Regions from separate parts of the Sus scrofa genome. Here regions 2 and 3 are each linked to region 1. A link is a contact called in public Hi-C data. All regions are on one chromosome and are shown on one strand. Each heading gives the region's core, a stretch centred on a gene start, on an enhancer-like site or on the middle of the called end of the contact. The rest is flanking DNA. Distances are from core to core; before and after follow the strand shown.

What was found. A called contact is a pair of places that touch in the nucleus more often than the background predicts.
Region 2: a Hi-C map of liver shows a contact between it and region 1, with 6 times the contacts expected there. The contact joins the promoter of DNAJB1 here to the promoter of LOC100738906 in region 1. A contact is called at or near these places in 2 of 47 Hi-C or Micro-C datasets (heart right ventricle and liver).
Region 3: a Hi-C map of subcutaneous adipose tissue shows a contact between it and region 1, with 5 times the contacts expected there. The contact joins the promoter of GPR108 here to the promoter of LOC100738906 in region 1. A contact is called at or near these places in 2 of 47 Hi-C or Micro-C datasets (liver and subcutaneous adipose tissue).

What each region holds. Positions count from the first base shown.
Region 1 is chr2:68,676,215-68,679,447 of Sscrofa11.1, reverse strand. It overlaps LOC100738906 (zinc finger protein 177-like), which reads left to right and starts at 1,797. Exons shown (of 6, transcript XM_021083777.1): 1 at 1,797-2,012.
Region 2 is chr2:64,760,023-64,763,255 of Sscrofa11.1, reverse strand. DNAJB1 (DnaJ heat shock protein family (Hsp40) member B1) reads right to left here and starts at 1,584. Exons shown (of 3, transcript NM_001244430.1): 1 at 1,250-1,584; 2 at 1-40. The coding sequence starts at 1,460.
Region 3 is chr2:72,416,654-72,419,886 of Sscrofa11.1, reverse strand. GPR108 (protein GPR108) reads right to left here and starts at 1,666. Exons shown (of 18, transcript XM_021083982.1): 1 at 1,497-1,666; 2 at 619-738. The coding sequence starts at 1,616.

The sequences.
Region 1 (3,233 bases), core at 548-3,047:
TGGAATTTTTCATAAGGGAAAAAAACGAATTTGTATTTTTTTAGGTATCTACTTTACCAGCTGGATATTCTGATTTATATCTATGATTTAAATCAGAGCATGCCCCTCATCTCTCAAAACTCCCCAATAATAATCAAATGGAAATGAAAATTTAGATGTTTATGTACAGTGTCTAGGAGTTAAACTAATAGAAAGATACAACCAGTTGAAGAAAAATTTAAACTTTAACACCCTAAAAGCGTTCCCATTGTGGTGCAGCAGTTTAAGGATCAGTGTTGTCACCCCTGTGGCTCAGGTTACTGCTGTGGAGCTAGTTCGGTCCCTGGCCCGGGAACTTCCACATGCCTCAGGTGTGGCCAAAAAAGAAAAAAAAAGTTGTTAAAAATAAATTATCGAATGAACCGCCATTGAATGCAATTTGGAAAAGTGCTAGGAATATTCCATTGTGGCAATCACGTATGACATGTTCTCTTGTATATATTTATTCTACTATCTGTCCTCCTCCCCAATTGAAATAAAAGTTTTGTGAATGCATGACTCAAATATTCCCTAAATGAATGAATGAAAGAAAAGTATTCAGGGAAACAATAGTAACTGCTTAAAACCAAAAAATTATACATATATAAAAGATATAAACATGTACATACATAATGTCTAAAAATCCACTATTTATTATATAAAACGAGATAGAAGTTTCTGTTGTGGCTCGGTGGGTTAAGAAATCTACGTAGTATCCATGAGAATTCGGTTCGATCTCTGGCCTTGCTCAGTAGGTTAAGGATCCTGTGTTACCACAAGCTGTGGCTTAGGTGGTCGATGTGGCTCAGGTTTGGCGTTGCTGTGGCATAGTCCGCAGCTGCAGCTCTGATTCGACCCCTTGCCCAGGAACTTCCAGATGCCGCAGGTGCGGCCCTAAAAAGAAAAAAACCCCAAAAAACTGGATAGATTTAAATTAACAGCTCCAAGATTAATGTACAAATGTTAAGACAAGTTCAAAGAACTTGAAACATTTTTGAGAAGGACAAGAAAGTTTGGAAATAAAGAATAGTGAAGAGGGATTTATCGGTTATTTACTGCTGTATAACAAACCAGTTCTGAAACATTGTCTCCCAGCACCAAGCTGCAAGAGCTCAGAAAAAAGCATTCTTTGAGTCTCCGGCTGCACGGTCCTTCTAGGACACGCACGAGGACCCGCCCAACCGACTTTGTACAGCTGTGCTCCCCCCCCCCCCAGCACCCTCCTCTCGCCTGGCTCCGCCCCCAAGGCTCCCAATTGGAGCCCGCTAGGAGGGGCCCAACGGCATCCAGTGGGGGGACACTAGAACTGCTTAGGCCAAGGCTGGAGGACGCGGTAGCAGCACCTCCCGCCGCCTCAGGACCTTCCTAGGTCGGGGCTCTGAGCCTTTCGCTTTCGGAGGACTAGCGTCTTTCCCGTTATAGCGCCACGACCTTCTTCGGGATCTGCCTCTGGCACTGACTAGTACGGCCCCGCCACTGGGAGGGCGGGGTCTCGGAGAGGGCCCGGAGACGGTGCCCCGGGGGGCGGGGTCTCTTTAAAGGCGGGGAGACCAGGATCCAGAGGAGCAGGGTCTGCTGGGGCCGGAAAACTAGGCTCAAGGGGGCGGGATCTAGGCGAGGGCGGGGAAATGGGCTCGGGAGGGCGGGGTTTCTTTAAGGGCGGGGGAAAAAAAGCTCCAGAGGGCAGGGTCTCGGAGAGGGCGGGGAGACTGGGCTCAGTTGGGGCGGGATCTAGGTTGGGGCGGAGAGATGGGGCTCCAGAGGGCGGGTCTCTGCGGGGGCGGGGCCCTGAAGCTTCGGAGGCGAGGTCTCGAGCGACAGGGGACACGCTGGTGTTGACCGAGTCTCCGTGTCCTTCCGTCCTCGTGACCTCGGCATTTTGTCGGTTTTTCGGGTGAGAGGCGCTGGTGAATTTTAGTCAAGGAAATCCCTTTTTGCCCTCCTCGTACAAGAAAATTTTACCCGGGATTTTTGCTTTTGTGAGCGGCATTGAGGTGAGGTTTTAAGATAGATTTTTCAGTTACTTACGTTTGATAAATTCGTCTGGGAAAAATACTTTCTCCGTTTTCCAGGGTCAGTGTAAATACGTACGTGTAATAAAACGAAAGGGAGGTGAAAACGTAAATAACAGGTCTTACAATTACATAAAGATTACTCAGCTCTGTACTTCCCAAGTCAGTTCCGACTCTCCTAGAGGCTATAATCACCGCAGAGTTTTAGAACATAGGGATCTCTTAATATTGATATTGTTAAAGTGAATGTTGGTACCATATGCTTGTATTTAAAGCGTGATAGAAACCTAAAGTATAAGGGAATTACATGACGTTTTATGTCTTAAAAACAGAACTCTCTGGGAAAAGGAGGAAGCAGCTTTCCTAATATTAGTAGCAGAAAATCGAATTTACTAACCTTAAACGAGATGCGTTTTGACCAAGTGGGTTTTTTTTTTTTTTTTTTTTTTTTTTGTCTTTCTGTGATTTCTTGGGCCCCTTCCGGGGCATATGGAGGTTCCCAGGCTAGGGGTCAAATTGGAGCTGTAGCCACCGGCCTACGCCAGAGCCACAGCAACGCGGGATCCGAGCCACATCTGCAGCCTACACCACAGCTCAGGGCAACGCCGGATCCTTAACCCACTGAGCAAGGCCAGGGATCGAACCCACAACCTCATGGTTCCTAGTCGGATTCGTTAACCACTGCGCCACGAGGGGAACTCCGGATTTTTTTTTTTTAATGACCTGCAAAACTCATGGATGAGAAATTGGACGAAAAATAATTTTGGAGGCAGTTCAGCAAAATAGACTCCTTGGTTCCAAAAGTATTTCTCACACCTTACCTTAAGAATTTTTCTGGAGTTCCCGTCGTGGCCCAGTGGTTAACGAATCCGACTAGGAACATGAGGTTGCGGGTTCGATCCCTGCCCTTGCTCAGTGGGTTAAGGATCCAGCTTTGCTGTGAGCTGTGGTGTAGGTCGCAGACGCGGCTCGAATCCCGCGTTGCTGTGGCTGTGGCGTAGGCTGGCGGCTACAGCTCCGATTCGACCCCTAGCCTGGGAACCTCCATATGCCGCGGGAGCAGCCCAAGAAATAGCAAAAGGACAAAAAAAAAAAAAAAAAAAAAAAGAATTTTTCTTAAGGGAGTTCCTGTTCTTGCGCAGCAGAAACGAATGCTACTAGGAACCATGAGGTTGCCCGTTTGATCCCTGGCCTTGCTCAGTG
Region 2 (3,233 bases), core at 335-2,834, 3.9 Mb after region 1:
GCACCGCTGCTCCCACCACTTGGGCCACCACCCTTCAGGCCTGAAATGCAAAAGCAAAAGAAATCAGATGGCTGGCCAGGACCTTTTCTCTCTAGGAGCTTTCCTTGAGGGGAAAAAAAGAGTTGAGAGCCATCAAGGAAGAATTTTTTTTTCTTTTTTTGGCTGTCAGGAAAGAGCAAGGAGGAACTCCAAGCTTTTTCTTCCCACTTGCAGTCTCAAAAACAGAACCACCATCACCCACAGGTAGTTAGTTCACTGTGGCCTGACAGTGGAGACGGGCTCGAGCTCTAAGATGGCCATCTCTTGGGGCCACCACCTAGGTCTTCACATTTGAGTGACCCATCTTTCCTACAATGTTACAAGGAGTACAAAGAACTCAAGACAGCCAATGAAAAAGGTGTGATCCAGGGTCAGTTTTCACCAAATGTTTACTCTGAAATACTTTAGAGCTAGAGACTGTAGGGAGAGTAGAAATGAAGGTGAAACAGCAATCGGAGATTTCAAATTCTCACGCTCTGACACTAAGTGCCACCATTCTTATATATAAAAAGTCATTTCTTTCTTAAGACCAAACCGAGAAACCAATCTGAGTCATCAACAGGCAGCTGGACAACAAGAAAGCTTCTCCTCCCGCTCCCCCGCCTCCCCAAGAGAGCTATCCTGGTGAGGCCGGGCAGAGGCGGGCCCTACTGCTCCTTGCACCTTGACCACCGACTACGTGTCTGGCACGGGGCTAGGTAAGCATTTTACAGGGATTACCTCACTCCACCCTCAAAGACGCCCGGGAGGTCGCTGGGCGCTAATTGGCACTCTCATTTGCAAGCTCACTGCAAGCAGCCTGCGCCCGGCGCTCAGCCAGAGGCCTCGCCCTGCACCCTGGGCTGGCAGAGGCTCTCACCTCGCCCAGGTGAGCCCAGCGCCCGAGGGGCCGCAGCGCCATCATCAAGGCTGCGCACTCTACCCCCTCTCCTTCTGCACCCTCTCCCCCACCGACGGATCGCGGACGTGGGCGGAGACGGGCGGCCCCAGACATACTAGAAGCTTCTGGGCGAGCAGCGCGGCCAGGACTCCTCCTCCCATCGGGAGGCCGCCAATCGAGGGCGGAGGCCTGTTTGGCCAAAAGGCGGGGGCTGCTCGTCCCCCGGTCCCTTAGCGCTACCCCGGGGACGCCGCCGGGGTACCGCAGTGCCTCGATCTCTCCGCCTGTCAAACAGCGGTGGCGCACCCCCAGTTGCGCGCGCGCACACACCTTCCTCCCCGTAGCGGTCGAAGATCTCGCGCTTGCGCGGGTCGCTGAGCACGTCGTAGGCCTCGGCGATCTCCTTGAACTTCTCCTCGGCGCCGGGCTCCTTGTTCTTGTCCGGGTGGTAACGCAGCGCTTGACGGCGGTAGGCTCTCTTGATCTCCTCGTCCGAGGCACCGCGGGCCAGGCCCAGCGTCTGATAATAGTCTTTGCCCATTGCCCCCGCCTGCGGCCTGCCGCCCAGCTGTCGCCGTACCCCGGCTCCGCCACCGCCCCGTCCCGGACTCTATATACCCGTCCGGCGGAAGCTTCCAGAGCCCGCCAGCCCCCTCCAGAACCTTCCGCCCCGCCCCCCACGCGGCTCCGACCAATCGTCGCTGCCCAGGTTGCGACGCGCGACATCCGGGGCGGGGACGCGCCGCCAACGGCTGCCCGCGCGTGGCCACACCCCTTCCCGCTCCGCCCTAGGCAACGCTTCGCCGCAGCGCGGGCACTGGGCGTCTGAGGCCCCGCCCACTCTCTGAGGGAACCAATAGCGACCTTGCTTCAGTGCTTCCGGGGACCGGGCCTGCCGCGTACTCCGCCCCTGCCTGGGTCAACAGGTTAAAGTGCGGGTGCTTCGATGTTCCAGTCTTGGCTCAGTGGTTAACGAATCTGACTAGGATCCCTGTCCTCGCTCAGTGGGTTAAGGATCCAGGGATTCCGTGAGCTGTGGTGTAGGTCGCAGACGTGGTTCGGATCCCGCGTTGCTGTGGCTCTGGCGCAGGCTGGCGGCTACAGCTCCGATTGGACCCCCTAGCCTGGAAATCTCCATATGTCTCAGTGCGGCCCTAGAGGAGACAAAAAAAAAAAAAAAAAAAAAAAAAAATGCGGTGCTTCGAGTAGGGCGGGGCTGCGAAAGGCCCCGGGCTGCGAAAGGCCCCGCCCTTCCCCTAGGAGGTGCTTCCTTCCCCCATCTCGCTGGGCGGGAGAATCAGTTTACGCCAGGTGATTCAAGGCTAGTTGCCTAATCGCTCCTTGTCCCAGATACCTGCTTCCATCCGGGAATAAAAATACCCCCCTACCGGTCGTGGCGCAGCGGAATCGCATCCGACTGGGAGACATGAGGTTGTGGATTTGATCGGGTGGAGCCATGTGCCGCGGGTGGGGCCCCAAAAAGCAAAAAAAAAAACCAAAAACAAAAAAAAAAACCCCACTCACCCTCAGTGTTGGGAGCCCCAGAACTGTCCCTCTCCTCACCCATACCGACCCTGTAAAGCGAGCCAAGGACCCTGGACCAAAGCTTACCTCCCTGGAGAGGTCTCCTCAGTCTAACCCCTCAAGCCTTTTGCTTTATTACCATTTTCTCAAGAATACCTCCCACTGAAATTTGGAATTATCTTGTTCCTTGGTTTTCATGCTAAATGTCACCCCCCCCCCAGCCTTTGATCACTATCAGAGCAGGGCCTGACCTCTGTCAGTGCTGAGTCTCAGTGTCAGAACAGTCTGACTCTTCCTAAATATTCCCGGCTATGTTTTTTTATTTGTTTGGCCACAGGCGGCATATAGAAGTTCCCTGGCCAAGGACTGAACCTGCACTCCACGAGTTCCCATCGTGTAACTAGGAACCATGAGGTTGCGGATTCCATCCCTGGCCTTGCTTAATGAGTTAAGGATTTGGCATTGCAGTGAGCTTTGGTGTAGGTTGCAGAGGTGGCTTGGATCTGATGTTGCTGTAGCTGTGGTGCATGCCAGCAGCTGTAGCTCCAACTGGACCCCTAGCCTGGGAACCTCCATATGCCGAGGGTGTGGCCCTAAAAAGATAAAAAAAAAAAAAAAGCATAAAAACACTGCACTCCCGTTGCCACCAGTGCTGCGCTACAGCAACTTGGGATCCTTAACTTCTGTGCCACATGGGAACTTTCTAGTTCTGGCTTTTTTTTTTTTTAAGGGCCACAGCTGCGGCATATAGAAGTTCCCAGGCTAGGGCTTGAATTGGAGCTGCAGCCGC
Region 3 (3,233 bases), core at 417-2,916, 3.7 Mb before region 1:
ATCTTCTCACAGCATCCCCGAGAGGCAGCTGTGTAGGAACCAACCCATGGAAATTGATCTGCATGGTACCTGGTTCACAGCGGGTACAATAAACACTAACTACTCTCTCTCTCTTATTTTAGGGCTGCACCCACAGCATATAGGGGTCAAATTGGAGCTGCAGCTGCTGGTCTACACCACAGCCACAGCCATGCCAGAGACGAGCTGTGTCTGTGACCTACACCATAGCATGCAGTAATGACAGATCCTTAACCCACTGAGTGAGGCCAGGGATCGAACCCAAATCCTTGTGGATACTAGCTAGATTCGAAACGTGCTGAGCCACAATAGGAACTCTTAGCTACTCATTTGATTCAAGGAACTGGGCTGTCTTGTTCACTGGCATGCTCCCCTCCCCACCCCTCTCCGGCTCAGTGCCTAGCACATATTGCAGGAAATATTATTATTCCCATGTTATAGATGAGGAAAGAGAGGCCAAGGGACTTGCCCAAGATCACACGGGTGAGAGGCATAGCTAGGATGGGAATCCAGAGCTGGGGGGGGGGGGTTGTGGGGGAGAAGCCCAGAAACTTCTGCACCTCTCCCTCCTCCAGTACCGCACTCCTCAAAGCCCCTCACCAGCGGAGCTTTCTCTTCTGTCTCCTGGAGGCCCAGCCGCAGGAGGCTCAGGTCTACCTCCAGAGAGCCGTTGGTGTAGAAGCCAAAGCTGTTCAGCTGGATGTCGGCTCGCTTCTCCCCCTGCCGGCGATGAAGGAGACAGAAGCAGCTGAGACTTCCCACTAGCCCAGCCCCAGAGTTGTGGCACGAGGTTTCCCCAAGGGCTGTGGTCACCTCCTGGTATGCCTAGATTTAGGACGGGTCCAAAGGGTGACAGAAGAGGCTGAGAGGGCCACCCCTGGAGGCTGTGACCCCAATCTCAGGAAGGGACAGAGTGGCCCCGGATCCTCTGGCCACTTTTCAGAGTCTAGGAAGAGAAAGTCTGGGACCCCTGGAAGTCCCTCCACTGGATGAGTACCACCCGGAGAGCAGAGTTACGAATCTTGGAGTGCCTGGCCCTCACCTCCCAGAAAATTTTTTGATTCCAGCTGAGCCCCTAGAGTGCAGAGATTTCAACTGAGCCTCCAAGATCTCGATAAGTACTCAGAGGACTCCAGTCTAGAACCCCCAGGGACTTCCCTGGGCGGTGTTAAGGGCCCCTGGCGCCCCCAAATGGATCCCCAGAATTTACAGGGCTCTGAGTCCTGGGTCCCCGGAGATGAAGCCCCGCCCCAAGCCGTGGGCGGGGCACGACCCCCTCACAGCCGGCCAGGCAACTCCAAAGGGAGGATTGAGGGGGATCCTCGGACGAGGCCACTTCGGGCCTGGACGCGGGGGGCGCCGGACCGCTCCATCCCGTGTAAGGAGCGGGGGAGGTAGGACGAGACCACTCCAAGCCAGGGGCTTCTCCAGGCTAAAGCTGCGTCCCCCACTCAAGACTGCTGCGCGGCAGGACTCACCGTCAGCGTCAGCCGGTGGATGCGCCCAGAGCAGCCTCCTAACAGCAGCAGCAGAAAGAGCCGCTGGCCCCACTCCGCGGGTCTCCCGCGGGCGAGCCCCCTCCTCTCGCTCACTGCCATCTCTGGAGCCACCGCCTCCCCTGATACCGCCTCTGACGCCTCCAGGCCCGCCTACCGGTGAACCAATCGCCGTACGGTGGGGGCCGACTCTTTGGCATTTTCGGCCCGCTCAACCAATCATCGATCTTCTCCTCTCGAGGCCGCCCCCTTTACGACACCAAATGGACAGCACCGGTTCCGAATGGGAATGCTGATGTCAGTTAATCCCGCCTCCACTCTCACCAATCACTAGAAGGATTGTCCCTGATGTAATTTGATAAACAGACCCTCCAACCAATTGTGATGGATCTGATATCCGGCCCCCAAAGGGGAATTCCTCCATCCACCCTTAACTGACTGACCAGTTCAGAACTACATTACCCAAAACGGAGGGGTAGCAGACGGCTCATTGGGAGCCTTCAATAAACTACATTTCCCAGTATCCCTAAGGACGGACTTCCCCTTTGTACCCCAGGGATGTGGCTCCCAGCCAAAGTTCAGGCTTTTGGTAAACACATGCATTTGCTGAAGCCTATCTTCTCTCCTAATCTTCCTGATCCACGGAGAGGCCAAAACCTAGCCCCAAGCTAAATCTTGACCCTTGGGTGACCTATGATCCCAGGCTGAATTCCCAGCCTTAGGTGGACGCTTCTATCCTGGAGTGAGGCAACTGGAGGCTCACCCCCAGGTTCCAGGCTAGTCTTGTCTCAGGCTGAGCCCTGACCTCAGCCTGAAACCCTGACTCCCCCACCCGTTTTTACCCTCAACCTATACCTGGTTGAGCTTCCACCTGGACTGAGCTCTGACCTCAGATTAGGACTAACCCCTGACTTCAGATAAGGACTGATCCCTGGACCTCAGTCTGAATCTGAGGCCTTCATTTGGGTGGCTGACCCTTCTGCTAAGGCTCTGATCCCAGACCCTATCCCAACTGTGATGAGGACTTGAGATCAATCCCAATTTCAGTTAGAGGTTGAGACCCTACTCTCAGGCTGAGCAACTGAGTCCCAGATCCCAGGCCGAGGTCCTGACTGAGTTCCTGATCCTTTAACCTCTGGAACACAGGTCCACTTTACAATTTCAGGTTTTCTAACTCACAAGCCACCAGCAGGTGGGGCCAGGTCCCCGTAGAGCCATCTGTCCCAGTGTGGGCTCCTGGAGCTATCCTCCTGGGCTTCCCACCTGTGTACAGGGAGCCTGCGGACTCAGAGCCTAACCTGCCCTGGGGGCTCGGGGCCCCCAGCCCCAGCAGGGCGGCTGTCACCTCTGTAGCCAAAGAGAAAGCACCTAAAGCAGGAGAGGATGAAAGAGGTTGCTGCAGAGATTTCTCCCCTTTTATCCCAGTGCCTCAAAGGAATTAACAAGGTGTGAACAGACTTTTATGAGAGGCGACGGACTTCCAAGCCCCAGGGCAAGGGGGTTGGAGGGGAGAAAGGAGACATTGTCGGAATCCTAGGATTTGGAGACTTTTAAACCTGATTGGGCCTTAATGCATGCGACTGGAAAATGGGCAGGTGCAAGTACGAACCGAACCGGACAGCAGATGGGGAAAGGCTTGGGCCCAGCGCCCCAAGGACAACCCGTCCTCAGTTTCCCGGCGCAGACTTTGGAGAGAGAGGCAGGATGCGGTGGGGGCGC